2 separate regions of the Gossypium hirsutum genome follow, and region 1 is linked to region 2. Evidence: chromatin contacts called from public Hi-C data. All regions are on one chromosome and are shown on one strand. The core of a region is the stretch at or near the end of the contact, and the rest is flanking DNA. Distances in the headings are between cores, read along the strand shown.

Region 1 (3,270 bases), core at 176-2,675, 180 kb before region 2:
TGTTTCGTATGTGAAACAACCTATTTATCAAAAAGGCTTCAGAAAGGTATATATAATAAGCACGATAATAGCATCAAAATCAGTTTAGGGACTAATTGGCCTTGACACCAGTCCAACCTGGTTCATGGACAATTTTCCACAGAAGTCTAACCGTTACGTTAATCATTTCTAAAACAATTTGAGGCCCTGCTCCCAATATTTGCCGACCAATTTACCGTGTGGTAAATTTAGCTTCTAGTAACAGTGACCATTACCTTAGAACTTGAATAGCTTTTTAGCTTTCACATTAATAGAACTTATAAATTTAGACCAGTCATGACTCCTAAGGTATCATAGAAACTACAAGAAAAACCATAACATTAACATTAGCGATGACGATTCATGTTGGATATCATAACATCATGCAGCGGATAACAAAAGGGATCTCAATATGAAAAAAGAAATAGTGTTGTCACAAAAGATTGAACAAATATATAATTATGAAGAATAACATAGTTCTTATTGTAATCATTAAGAATAACACCATTACCATCTAATGACGGCGCTGGAGATAAAGTAATGAAGAACTGACTTCCATTTGAATTCGGACCCGCATTAGCCATAGATAAAATACCAGCTCCAGTATGTTTTAACTCGGACCTTATCTCATCATCGAATACAGGACTGAAATCAATCATGAAAACACAAACCAGTAATTAAAATCTGATATAGAAACCACTTGTTCCTATAATAAAACAACACCAGTTCTGCCAATAATCGAAGAAACAGATGCCAAAACAGTATTAAACCATATTAATAAAACAATTGCAGTGTAAGTTCCAGGTTCCATTATCAACAAGAAAAGCATAAGATTGTATCACATTAATTATGAAAAGATTGGGGGGGGGGGGAATACCCATAAATAGATTCTCCACCTTTTCCAGTCCCAGTTGGATCTCCACCCTGAACTATAAAATCCTACATCATAACAATCAGATACAGGTTGAAGAAAGCTAATATTAGAAAAAAAATTACCAAATGAGAGAAAACTTAAAAAGAACTAACCTTGATAATTCTATGGAATTTGACATTGTCATAATAGCCTCTCCTGGAAAGTTCAATGAAGTTCCGACAAGTTCTGGGTGCATGCTTGTAATATAGCTGAAAATCCAGTAAAAACACACAAAAAAAAAGAGAGTAGAAACAAGGGTTAAGCTAATGATTATAAACCCAATATATATTGAAGCAAGGTCAGTAAAAAAAGAAGAAGTTGAGGTATACCTCAACAGTGAAGGCACCCATAGAGGTTTCTAGAGTAACCTCTGGTGCACCTCCCTCTGAACTTGCCCACATCTTTCAAAGAGAAAAACAAGGGTTTTTTTTACGGACAAAGGTTTCAGTTTCAGAGGACAACGAAATTCGAAAGAGCAGAAAGAAAAAGAAAAAAGGAAGCAACTTTAGTGGATTCCTTGGGCTTGGCCTGGATAGTTATGAAATGGGCCTTCGTTCTGAGACTTTTCAACAATCTTTCGTGCTCAAGAGAAAAATCCAAATGTTTGTAATTACGAGGTTTTTCAGAATCGAAATTAAATTGAGACTCGTTATGAAACAGTTGAATTAAGTTAAAAAATTTCTCGAGCTTGTATGTAAATATATATATATTTTTATAATTTTATAATAATTTATTTAAGTTAAGCTAATTAAATTAAAAATTAATAATTCGATGGATTCAATCATTCGCCTGTTTCTAAAAACATTACTAGAACTTAATGCTGTAATTTAATGCAATATCAATTGATTCGGTATTATTAATGTTATGCCTTAGTTTAAATGTTAATATCATAATTATCATGTACGTAAATAGATAAATAAAATAGGGATAAATTTTAAAATTATACATGAACTTTGTTTTAAGGTGTAATTGTATATATGAATTTTAATTTGGTACAATTATACATGTAAAAATCTAATTGTGGTTCAAATGTATACTTGAAATTTTAATTTTAATTTAATCATGCACATCTAAAGAAACAAATATATCAATTTATTTTTAAATTGGATAAATATAATTATTCATGTATGCAATGTATAAACATAAAATGATGTTATATTAATAATTGTGTTAATAATTTACAAGAATTTGATCAAATCAAAATTTTATATATAAAATTGTACAAAATAAAAGTCTATGTATACAATTACACGTTAAATCATAATTCATGTATAGTTTTGAGATATATCCAAATGTATATATACATTTCAAGCAATTCAATACAAGTTGTGTTTTTATTTATCTTTCAAGGTTGCTGATAGATTTTAGCCGAATTAGGATTTAAGGTTTAGGGTTTAATGTTTTTCATTAGAAATTCAAAATGGAAGGCTTTTATCTTAGATAATGCTTAAATTAAATGTTGTTTTAATTACTCAAGAAATTGTCATATTTTATCTATAAATAGGTAGCACTAGAGGTGATCATGGGCTGGGCCGGGTTCAGTCGGGCCCAGACAAAATTTTAGACCCATTTTTTAGGCCAGGGCTCGGCCCAAAATATGGGCCTAAAATTTTGTCCAAGCCCGGCCCGAAAGAAAATTGCTTGGCCCAGCCTAACCCTAAAGAAAATTGTTTGTACTGGGCCCGGCCCGAACCATATTTGATTAAGAATAAAATATATATTTAATATATAATTCAGATTAAAAGTCCAAAAAATATATATATTTAATAAAAAGTATATTTGATTAAAAATAAACATATATATTTAATATATAATTCGGGTCGGGCCAGGCCGGGCCCAAGCTAAAAAAGTCTTACCTGAGGCTTGACCCGTTTTCTAAACGGGCCTCGTTTGTTTGCCAAAACCCATATTTCGGGTCTATATTTTTACCCGAATCCTCCCATTTTTCGGCCGGGTCGTTGGGCCGAGCCGGGTATCCCAACCCATGATCACCTTTAGGTAGCGCCTATGCTTTGTCATGTAAATATTTGAGAGTGCTTTTACTTAAATTTTTCGTGTAATTGTTGCTAGTAGACTTGATTGTGGGTTAGGCCACCTGCTCGGGTTCGAAGACCTTCTTGAAAAGTGGGGGTAAAAATATAAACCCAAAAAATGAGATTGGACAAAAAATAAGGCCATTTTTTAAATGGGTCAAGCCTTGAGTAAGGTTTTTTTACCCAATCCCAGCCCGAATCTACTTAAAAAAGTTTTTTGCTGTCATTTTACTATTATATTGCTACTATTTTGTTGTTATTGTTTAGATATAACTTTTATTTTATTGTTAATTTTGTTACTATTTT
Region 2 (3,250 bases), core at 203-2,702:
ATTTATTGGAGCAACGCTCAAAATGAATAGATTAATCAAAACAGCAAACATTGCTAAAATACAAAATGAATAAAATGAAAATAGGTGCCCCACATATCATAGCATAAACTTCTCTGCACAAACTTCTCGGGGACCATTTTAAGCTTGATATGTGTTTAGAAAATCTAGAGTACATTGTTGATGCCTCAAGATGTAACGTTTCTTCTTCTGAGAGGACGCGATTACCACATGTTCAATCTTCGATCTAAATCTGAGTTGCCCTTTCCTAGGTTTTCAACTCAAAACCCCTTTGGTCTCAATACGCCCTTTTGCGAGTTTTTGCCTTGGCCTCTCCCTTTTTTTTAGGTGAAGTATTTCTTGACTGAATCCGAATTCACAGGGTCAGGCAGGTTTTTGCCATCCATCTTGGTCAAAATCAGCACTCCTCTAGAAAAGGCCTTTTTTGCCATATAAGGTCTTTCCCAATTTGGCATCCACTTTCCTCTGAAGTTCTTTTGTATGGGAAGGATCTTTTTCAATACCAGGTCCCCCTCATGGAATTCTCTAGAGCGAACCCTTTTGTCATAAGCTCGCATCATTTGTTTTTGGTACATCTGACCATGACGGATAGCTTTCAACCTCTTCTCTTCAATCAAGTTCAGTTGATCATATCGAGATTATATCAAAGCCAACGATAAGTGGGGCTATGGCGACAGACTTATTGTGAAATGTTTTTCGTGCTTAATTGAGTAGGTAAAGGTTAAGCCTGGTTTTTAATTTTCATTTTATATAAAAAAAATAGAGTTAGCCTTTGAATTAAATTGTTGTATGATCTTTTGAAATTATATTTTAGAATTTAATATTCAATATTTAAATCCATTTTTAATATTCCTTTGACTTTTTTCCAATAACAAAAAAATGTTTAAAAAAATAGGTTAAAATATTACATAAGTCCCTATATTTTTTAGAATTTTGAAATTTAATTATTTCTTATACTTTAATTTTTAAAAATTTAATCTCTTTATTTTTCAGATTGAAAATTAAACTCCGTTTGTTAATACTATCAATATTTTTGATTCAACTTGTTGGTGCGATATTTGAAATAAAAAAAATACTCACTTAATATCCGTGTAAGTAAAAATAATTACGTTCTAATAAACTTAAATTTAACAAAAAAATTAACAGGGTTAACGATTGATTCTAAACTTTAAAATTTGAAAAAGTAAATAAATTAAAATTCTAAAAATAAAAATACAATGAAATATTTTAAATTCTACACACATGTAGTAAAATATATTATAAAAAGTTACGCCCATACTGACAAGTCCCGACATATTCCAAGTCAAAGCAAAAATAATGGAAAAATATTTTGTCCCAATAGACTAGAAAGTAGCAAACATGGAGGAGTTCAATTTTTGGACGCAATATTATTGTTTATAGTAAATATATTATTTTTAAAATGAAAGCATACAAACAAGGTCGACGCCGTTTTTGATCTTTCAGAACAATCCCTGAAGTTATAAAGAGCAGAATAACAGGACGTGAAACCACAGCATCCCAAGCATTGCAATCAAAAGAAAAGGCAAAGGCGAGGGTCTATTTTCTTCACAAACTACAATGGCTTCCGAGTCTTTAGTAACCAAGAGGTAACTAAATCCTTGCAATATTCCGTAAATTCATATTTCACTATATTGGATTTAGATATTTCAATTTGGCAAGTCGAGTTGATTTTACATCCTGTCAATGTTGATAAGGAGGATTCAAGTTTAATTGAGTTCATGTAATTAGTCCCTTAAGATATGATATCTTATAGGTTTGGGTCTGAATTTTAGTATATAAACTTTTTTTCTACTTTGTTTGATACAGGCTAGATGGTAAGGTGGCACTGATAACTGGTGGTGCCAGTGGTTTAGGAGAGTGTTCAGCCAGGCTATTTCTCAAACATGGAGCCAAGGTTCTGATTGCTGATATTCAAGACGAATTGGGCCACTCCCTTTGCAAAGAGCTTGGAACTGAAAACTTCAGCTATGTCCATTGTGATGTAACATGCGAATCTGATGTCGAAAATGCCGTAAACTTAGCGGTCTCCAAGTATGGAAAACTCGATATCATGTTCAACAATGCAGGCCTTATTGGTGATGGTGAAGTCAGAGTGACAGACGCCAGCACTGACAACTTCAAGAGAGTGTTCGATATCAATGTCTTGGGTGGATTCTTGGGAGCCAAGTATGCAGCCAAGGTCATGGTTCCGGCCAAGAAAGGTTGCATTCTCTTCTCGTCGAGTATTTCTTCAAAAATCAGCATCGGTCTGCCCCATGCATACAAGGCATCGAAGCATGGCGTCGTAGGGTTGACGAAGAGCTTGGCCGTGGAGTTAGGTGAGCATGGAATTAGAGTTAATTGCATTTCACCTCACGCAACTGTGACCCCATTGTTCCAAACAACACTGGGGTTGCTCGATAAGAAGAAGGGAGAGGAGATGATTGCGGCTTCAGCTGTGTTGAAAGGCACCGTATTGGAACCTGAAGATTTTGCACATGCAGCACTGTATTTGGCAAGCGATGAGGCTAAATTCATCAGTGGTGTTAACGTGCCTGTCGATGGAGGGTATAGTCTCAGCAATCAGTCATGGAAGATGGGATTTGCAGCACTTTTGGATAAATCAACAAGTCCTCTATTTTAAGCTTTGAACAATATTTTCTTCAATAGGGAAAATAAAAATTACCCAAAATTAAAGTACCTGTAATAAATTGTATTGTCGGTCGGTCTGTGATGTATGCTTTCTTCATCAATATGCAATTATAGCAGGTGTTAGCTGCAGTCTCTGAGGAAAACAAGACGTGCTAATTTGAATTTTCAAACTCTAGTAGCCTTAATCAAGATATGAAATTCTTCGGAAAGTTGGTCTTCATTTTCATCCATCTTTATATATTATAACACTAATGAAGAATCTTAAATAATGTAAACTAAAATAACTAATAAATTTATCAAGGAAAGTATACCTATCAATTTAAAGGATTGATTAAAATTAAATTAAATTAAATTATCTAAATTAACTAATAAATACACCAAAGAATAAAACACTAAGACAATCCTGTATTAATCAAGTGACAAAATAATACCTAGATAAGAATCTATTTGGATTTCATCTATAATTCTTAATTTAATTTATGCAATTTATTTTTATTAGAAGTGGTAAGATAGAAGAATCTATTAGGACGAAGGCCGAATACTCTGACCGTCAAACCAATCCACAGAGTTGAAATATAGT

Evidence for each region. Hi-C and Micro-C count contacts between places; a contact is called where the count stands out from the background.
Region 1: a contact with region 2 is called in a Hi-C map of leaf, with 3 times the contacts expected there. The contact joins the promoter of LOC107928143 here to the promoter of LOC107928231 in region 2. A contact is called at or near these places in 2 of 34 Hi-C or Micro-C datasets (both in leaf).

What each region holds. Positions count from the first base shown.
Region 1 is chrD01:62,308,065-62,311,334 of Gossypium_hirsutum_v2.1, reverse strand. LOC107928143 (peptidyl-prolyl cis-trans isomerase CYP18-2) reads right to left here and starts at 1,425. Exons shown (of 6, transcript XM_016859329.2): 1 at 1,261-1,425; 2 at 1,045-1,140; 3 at 896-957; 4 at 530-663. The coding sequence starts at 1,332.
Region 2 is chrD01:62,131,157-62,134,406 of Gossypium_hirsutum_v2.1, reverse strand. LOC107928231 (momilactone A synthase) reads left to right here and starts at 1,452. Exons shown (of 2, transcript XM_016859420.2): 1 at 1,452-1,625; 2 at 1,846-2,799. The coding sequence starts at 1,597. The coding sequence ends at 2,662.